2 separate regions of the Oryctolagus cuniculus genome follow, and region 2 is linked to region 1. The links are chromatin contacts, called in public Hi-C maps. All regions are on one chromosome and are shown on one strand. The core of a region is the stretch at or near the end of the contact, and the rest is flanking DNA. Distances in the headings are between cores, read along the strand shown.

Region 1 (2,884 bases), core at 124-2,623:
GGGGACCTCTTCCCAGAGCCACAGACAGCAGCAGGATGGCTCCTCATCCCCCGGCTGCCCCACCTCCTCCTCCATGTCCTTCCTTCCCTCCCACATGCCAGCTTTCCAACCCCTCCCCCTGTGATTGGGAATGCAAAGGGAAGGAAACTCAGATGGGCCTGGTTAGCTCCCATGTAACCACCCCAGGGCTAGAGGATACAGCTCGGGGTGCGGTGGGTCCATGGGTGCCCCTCTGTGGGCACTCCGAGGGCAGGTGGAGTCTCCCAGCACAGAAGTCCTCAGGCAACAGGTGAGACCGCACCTGCCTTTGGCTGGCTAAGCCACAGGGAGCCAGTGGTCCCTTCCTCACTGCCCATCAAGTCTGCAGAGAGAGAGAGAGAGCCATGTGCTGTCTCGTACCTAATGCTCTAAATTATTCAGAAGTGAGGACCTGGGGTGCGGGCTGAGGCTGCCAGGGTTGCTCAGTCCCAAAGGAACCCGTCTAAGTTTTCCCGGCACCCAGCCCAGAGTGTCACCTGGGGGGAGAGCCACCTTGAAGAAAGCTTTCTTTTCTGCCTTCGCTAATGCCTTTTATTTTTTTGCCTCCCCCACCCCTGTACAACACAGCTGTCGTTCTTAGGTAGCCCAGGTTGGGTTAGGTAGCCCAGAACTCAAACCTGGCAAGGCCGAGAGGGGGGCCCTGCCACTCTGGGTTGTGCACATCATCGCCCTGTGAACGTGGCAGGAGCCGTGGACACCGGGGCTCCTCTGCCATGTTATTAAGGGGAGGCTTTGCTTGGGGGGCGCTTAGAAATACGCGGCTGCGTGGCAGGCACCTGCAGCCCCGCCCCCACCCAGGTGTCCTCTGCCGCCAGCCTGAACAGAGGGGGCAGTTGGGAGGTGATTGCAATGAGAGCCCATGGGGGCAAGATGGCCAGAAGCTAGTTCAGCCTAACAAGCACCTATTGAGCACTGTCTGTATACGCAGAAGGCAGAGTGCGGGGGCAGGGCTGAGGAGGGGTAGCACACAGAGGCACCAAAGCCCCGTCTGTCCCTTCCCCCTGTCCCCAGCTCGGGGCACCCCCTCCCTGACCCGCTGGCACAGCTTTTCTTCTTCTGAGATCACAAAAAGCCAGCCGGCCCATAATAGATGCTGGCTGTGGAGTCACAGAGGGTGACGCCCCCGCCGCCCCACCCCCCACCGCCTCCGCAGAGCCGCTGGCTTGGCCCCTCGGGTCGTCAGACTCACAGATGACCCCGAAGGGCTCGCTTGCAAAAGTTTGTTCTCTGGACTTTGTGTTTTCCCCATCTGTTCCCCCCTCCCAGCGCCAGCCCCTGTCCCCGCAGACACAAGTCAGCTGTGTGTGCAGACAAAGCCGCACGCCGCAGCGGGGGCCGGCCTGCCCAAGGGACATTTCCAGGGAACTCTGGGGGCGGTGGCTGGGAGGGCAGAGGCGACCGTCTGATTAGCAGGGACTCGGCGTCACAGTCTGGGCCAGAGAGGGCGCGGGGGCCTTGGCTGGGCCCCAGGGGCCGGTGACTGTGGGTGGTGGCCAGGGGAGGCAGGCTGGCTGGAAGAAATCTGCTGTTTGAGAAGTGGAGGAAGCGGGCTGGAGGGCAGAGATAACAGCGCGTTCTCTGTGCGTCTGTTCGCGGCCGCGAGGGCGGCTGGAGCCGGGCGGTCTGAGGCCGTATCTGGTGAGATTTTTGTTCTGGGTTATGAAAGTGACCTGTGGAGCCAGCAGCAGGGTTCAGGGCCTGGGAGAGAAGACACGTGGCCCTGCCCTCTCCTCCCCTTCGTCTCGTGTCACTCGCCCTCCTCCCCACTTTGTCAAAGGGCAGAAGAGGGGGAGGGCGTTCCTGGTGTGGGGGAAATGGTTGGGGGTGCAGGGGGTGCGCTCGACAGAACCACTTATTTGCCATAGGAATTTGGAGACTCCCCCTAATTTTTCTGGCCGTCTCGTTCTCGTTGGCTGTGGAATGGGGATTATTTTTATCTGCCCTGCATGGCGCGCGGGGTGCTTGCAGAGATCTTATGAAATAGGGACGTGGGACGAGGCTGCGCAGTGTTGGGTGCTGGGTGGATGAAGGGTGGTGAAGGGTGAGACGCCCGGGGCGGAGGAAGGAGGTGCCCAGTTGGGGAAGAGGCAGACAGAGAGGGCAACAGGAAGGCTCCCAGGCAGTGCTGGGTCCCAGGCCCAGCCAGGTGAGCTCTGGGCAGGAAGGTGGGGGGGGGGCGGCAGGGGTGTTTGGTCACTGCTTGGCTGGCCTGGTTGGGAATGAACTTCTCCAGGAGACAAGGGCAGCTGTCTGAAGCCCCTCGCCCCTCTGGGCCCCAGGGCCTTTGCCCAGCCTGGAAGCCAGAGTCCAGCTGATCGCAGAGGGTTGGGATTAGCACCTGGCCATGCAGGTCCCAGCCCTCTCCCCACCATCGATCCACCTTCTCTGATGTGCGAACTCAGGAAGGAAGAGGCAGGGCGACAGGGCTGTGAGGCTGAGAGATGCTGGGCACCACCCACCCCCAAGGCCACCCCGGCATTCAACTTCCCCTCCCTTGGCCCTGCTCCCGGGGCTCAGGGCACCCAGAGGCCCACAGGTTAGGCACCCGGGGCTCTGGGAAGCTGCAGACTGACAGGCCCTTGGGACTGGATGGGAGGATGGCTCCCTCCTCTCAGCTGAGCCACACAGACGCCAGGGCCTCCTGCACCCTCCAGATGGGGCTGAGTACACGAGTGGAGCTCGGAACAGGAATGCCCAGCGCCTGCTGCCTGGGCAGCTGCCACCCCACACTCCACCAGCTCCAGGTCCCCAGAAGCAGCAGGGGCAGCAGTGGGAAGGGAGAGCGTTCCTCGTAGACCCTTCTTTCCTGCGCAAGCATGCGTTCCCTGCACACCGACACCACAGA
Region 2 (2,755 bases), core at 209-2,708, 90 kb before region 1:
TAAAGGCCATAAACAGGCCAGGGGCAGAGAGAGAGCCCTTGGAAGGAGGGTCTTTATTCTGGTGAGACAGGTCTCAAGTGGCACTCCCTGACCCAGGACCCCACCTGGGAGGACCCCTGTGTAGCCACCTCCCCCACCGAGAACTTCCTCCCTCAGGACAAAAATAGGTGCCCCCCCCCCCCCAGGAGCTCGGCAGTCCCTAGCTTCCTGTCTGAAGCCTCCAGGTAGCAGGGCCCACTGGGAGCAGGCGACGTGCTCCTGGAGACGAGCCTATTTTTATTCCTGCCGCCTGTGAGTCCTTTGTATAGCGACGGTTATTCTGGGGTGAAGACGTTAGTTGGTGACCACCGGGGAGGTTCCTTGGGAAGAGGCACCCGGCCCAGTCTGGATGGGATCCCCCACCGGTCTCTTTCTCCTGCCACTTCCATGGCAGGGGGCGGGGGGGAGGGCAGGAGCAGGAAGCCAGGACTAGTGGGAGCAGGCATGGGGCTGGCTCCACCATGTCCAGGATACCGTGTGACAGCCTCACAGACCCAGGACACGGCTGCGGCCTTAGGCACCGGCGAACTACAGTGTAGAGTGTAAGCCGCCCCTCGGCCTGTTCTTACACGAGGTTTTATTGGCACATAGCCACACCCGTCGCTTTGTTCACCATCTAGGGCTGCATTTGTGCCACAGCAGCAGAGTGGAGTGGATGCAGCGTGGACCTTTTCACCTGCAAAGCTTGGAATATTTATGGTCTGGCCCTTTAAGAGCAAGTTTTGCCGAGCTTTCGTTTTATATCCAGCTTATAAAGAGAAGTCTGAAAGTTAAGACAGGTGGCAGCAACCCTGGAGGTCGCGCACTGGAGCCATAAGAGAACATAGAGCTCATCCACAAGCGTGCTCTGGGGCTTCCATGTCCCCGGCCGTCAAGGTGGGCTCGTTCACCCGCTCGCATTCCATGGCAAAGGTGTGCTGGGTGCGGCTCAGAGGCTAAGCCAGGCCGGAGGAGGACAGAGACCTCACAGAGGACATGTGGCCTCCGGATGAGGCACAGGTGTCGCTGGAAACCACAGAACAGTGAGCTTGCCAGGCAGGCCCTCCTCGTGGGCTTTGGGGTCAGATTCTGTAGAGTTTCTCCAGCCCTGGCTGAGGCAGAGCCACAAGAGTGACATTGGCCGGCCTGCCGCTGACCTTCGGCCAAGAGAAGCCCGTCTGGGAGCCCTTCCCACTCGCCCTTCTCCCCAGCCCGGCGCCTGAACCGTCCCCCTCTGCTGTGGCCCTGTTCACGTGGCACCTCCTCCTCGAAGCCGTCTGGAGCCATCAAGCCTCGTCAGCCCCCAGAGGCCTCTTGGATCTCTGAGAGACGCGACTGGAGGCCAGTTTTGAGGTTCTCAGCATTTCCTGCTTCCCCTTGGGTTCGTGCTTCCTGGAGGAGGCCGACCTTGAGCTGGGCCTTGGGGGATGGCCAAGGAGGCGGAGCCGTGGAGGGGGAAGAGCAGTCTAGCGTGAAGGGCTGGGGAGCTGAGTGAGCCGTGGCTCAGGAGAAACAGGGGCTGGCACCAGCCGGAGGTGGCCTGGAGGCCAGCATGGGACAGGGAGCCCTGGGGCACATCTGGCCCCTGGGAGGCCAGACTGAAGACTGCCACCTTCCAGGCAAAGGCTGGGCCACGACATCCACAGGGATGAAGAGCTTGGTTGTGGCCCACCGTGCTGCGAGCAGGCCCTGTCTGCAGACCCTCAGAGGCAGGCCCACCCTCCCGCACACCCCCAACCCCAGCACCACAGCAGTTCCTGCCTGGGAGAGACCCCCCCACCCCAACCACTCAGGGAGAGTGGGGTCACCTGGCCTACAGCTTTGGGCCTGGTGACTCCGTGCTGACTTGGGCCTGCCCCAGGTAAACAAGGTGCACCCTGCTGCAGGACCTCCCCTTGCTTGTCCCCTGCCAGGGGCCGAGAGCATGGGGGAGCACGGGGGCGGCGGGGGGGGGCGGTGTTGCCGAGGTGTGAAGCCTTGGGGAGCCTTTGTCAGCCTGTGTGCCGGTCTCGTCGCCTTCACCTTCCTGGCAGCCGCGGGGCCGGGGGCGGAGAAACCGGTTATTTTCATTTGCCCCAGCTTCTGTCACTGGGAGCCGCGGCTGGGGAGGGGGTGGGGGCGGACGGGGCTACGTGCGCTCCCGCAGGCCTTTGTGAATGGACCCTGGCTCCCAGGCCGCCCCTCCGCGGGCAGCCCCCCCAGGCTGCGCCGACTCTCGCTGGCTCCACGCCGGTTTTCTAGCATCGCAGCGGCCAGGCCGGAGGAAGCTTTCTTCTGGCCCAAGAACAATACCAGGGTCATTGTAGGGACCTCCCTCCTACACCCTCTTCCTTCCATTGTGAGCTGCTGCACAATCCCAGGCCTCTGGGCCGTGCACAGCCGGTGGGGGTGGGGATGGGGCCAGGAGAGGTGAGCAATGTGTGCAACACCTCCAGTCGCCTGCCTTCACGTCCCAGGCTGTGCCTGGGTTCTGGAGGTAGCAGGTGGCCAGACAGACCGAGCAGTCCCTGTCTTTGCAAGGGGCTGCTACTGGCGTAAGGCCCCTGACTGGATGGAACCACTCTTCCTCTGCCCGCATTGACTCAGAGCATGCAAAAGACCTAGAACTTCTGCCTGCTGCCCCATTATGCGGACAAAGAAACTGAGACCCAGAAAGATAACAGAATATACCAAACTTCTTATTGCCCTCGTGAAAAATTCTGCACTGAGTCTTGGGGCCTGTGGGAAACCCCAGGTT

What was found. A called contact is a pair of places that touch in the nucleus more often than the background predicts.
Region 2: a Hi-C map of liver shows a contact between it and region 1, with 11 times the contacts expected there. The contact joins two enhancer-like sites. A contact is called at or near these places in 3 of 6 Hi-C or Micro-C datasets (liver, psoas muscle and an unstated tissue).

What each region holds. Positions count from the first base shown.
Region 1 is chr10:29,066,195-29,069,078 of mOryCun1.1, reverse strand. The region is part of intron 9 of CTIF (cap binding complex dependent translation initiation factor); the gene reads left to right. Among named protein-coding and RNA genes, the nearest start is that of SMAD7, 150 kb to the right of the region's middle. Within about 2 kb of position 1,373, at least 5 of the 8 cell types and tissues checked have an H3K27ac peak or open chromatin away from gene starts, as enhancers often do.
Region 2 is chr10:29,156,839-29,159,593 of mOryCun1.1, reverse strand. All of the region lies in intron 6 of CTIF (cap binding complex dependent translation initiation factor), which reads left to right. Among named protein-coding and RNA genes, the nearest start is that of CTIF, 140 kb to the left of the region's middle. Within about 2 kb of position 1,458, at least 3 of the 8 cell types and tissues checked have an H3K27ac peak or open chromatin away from gene starts, as enhancers often do.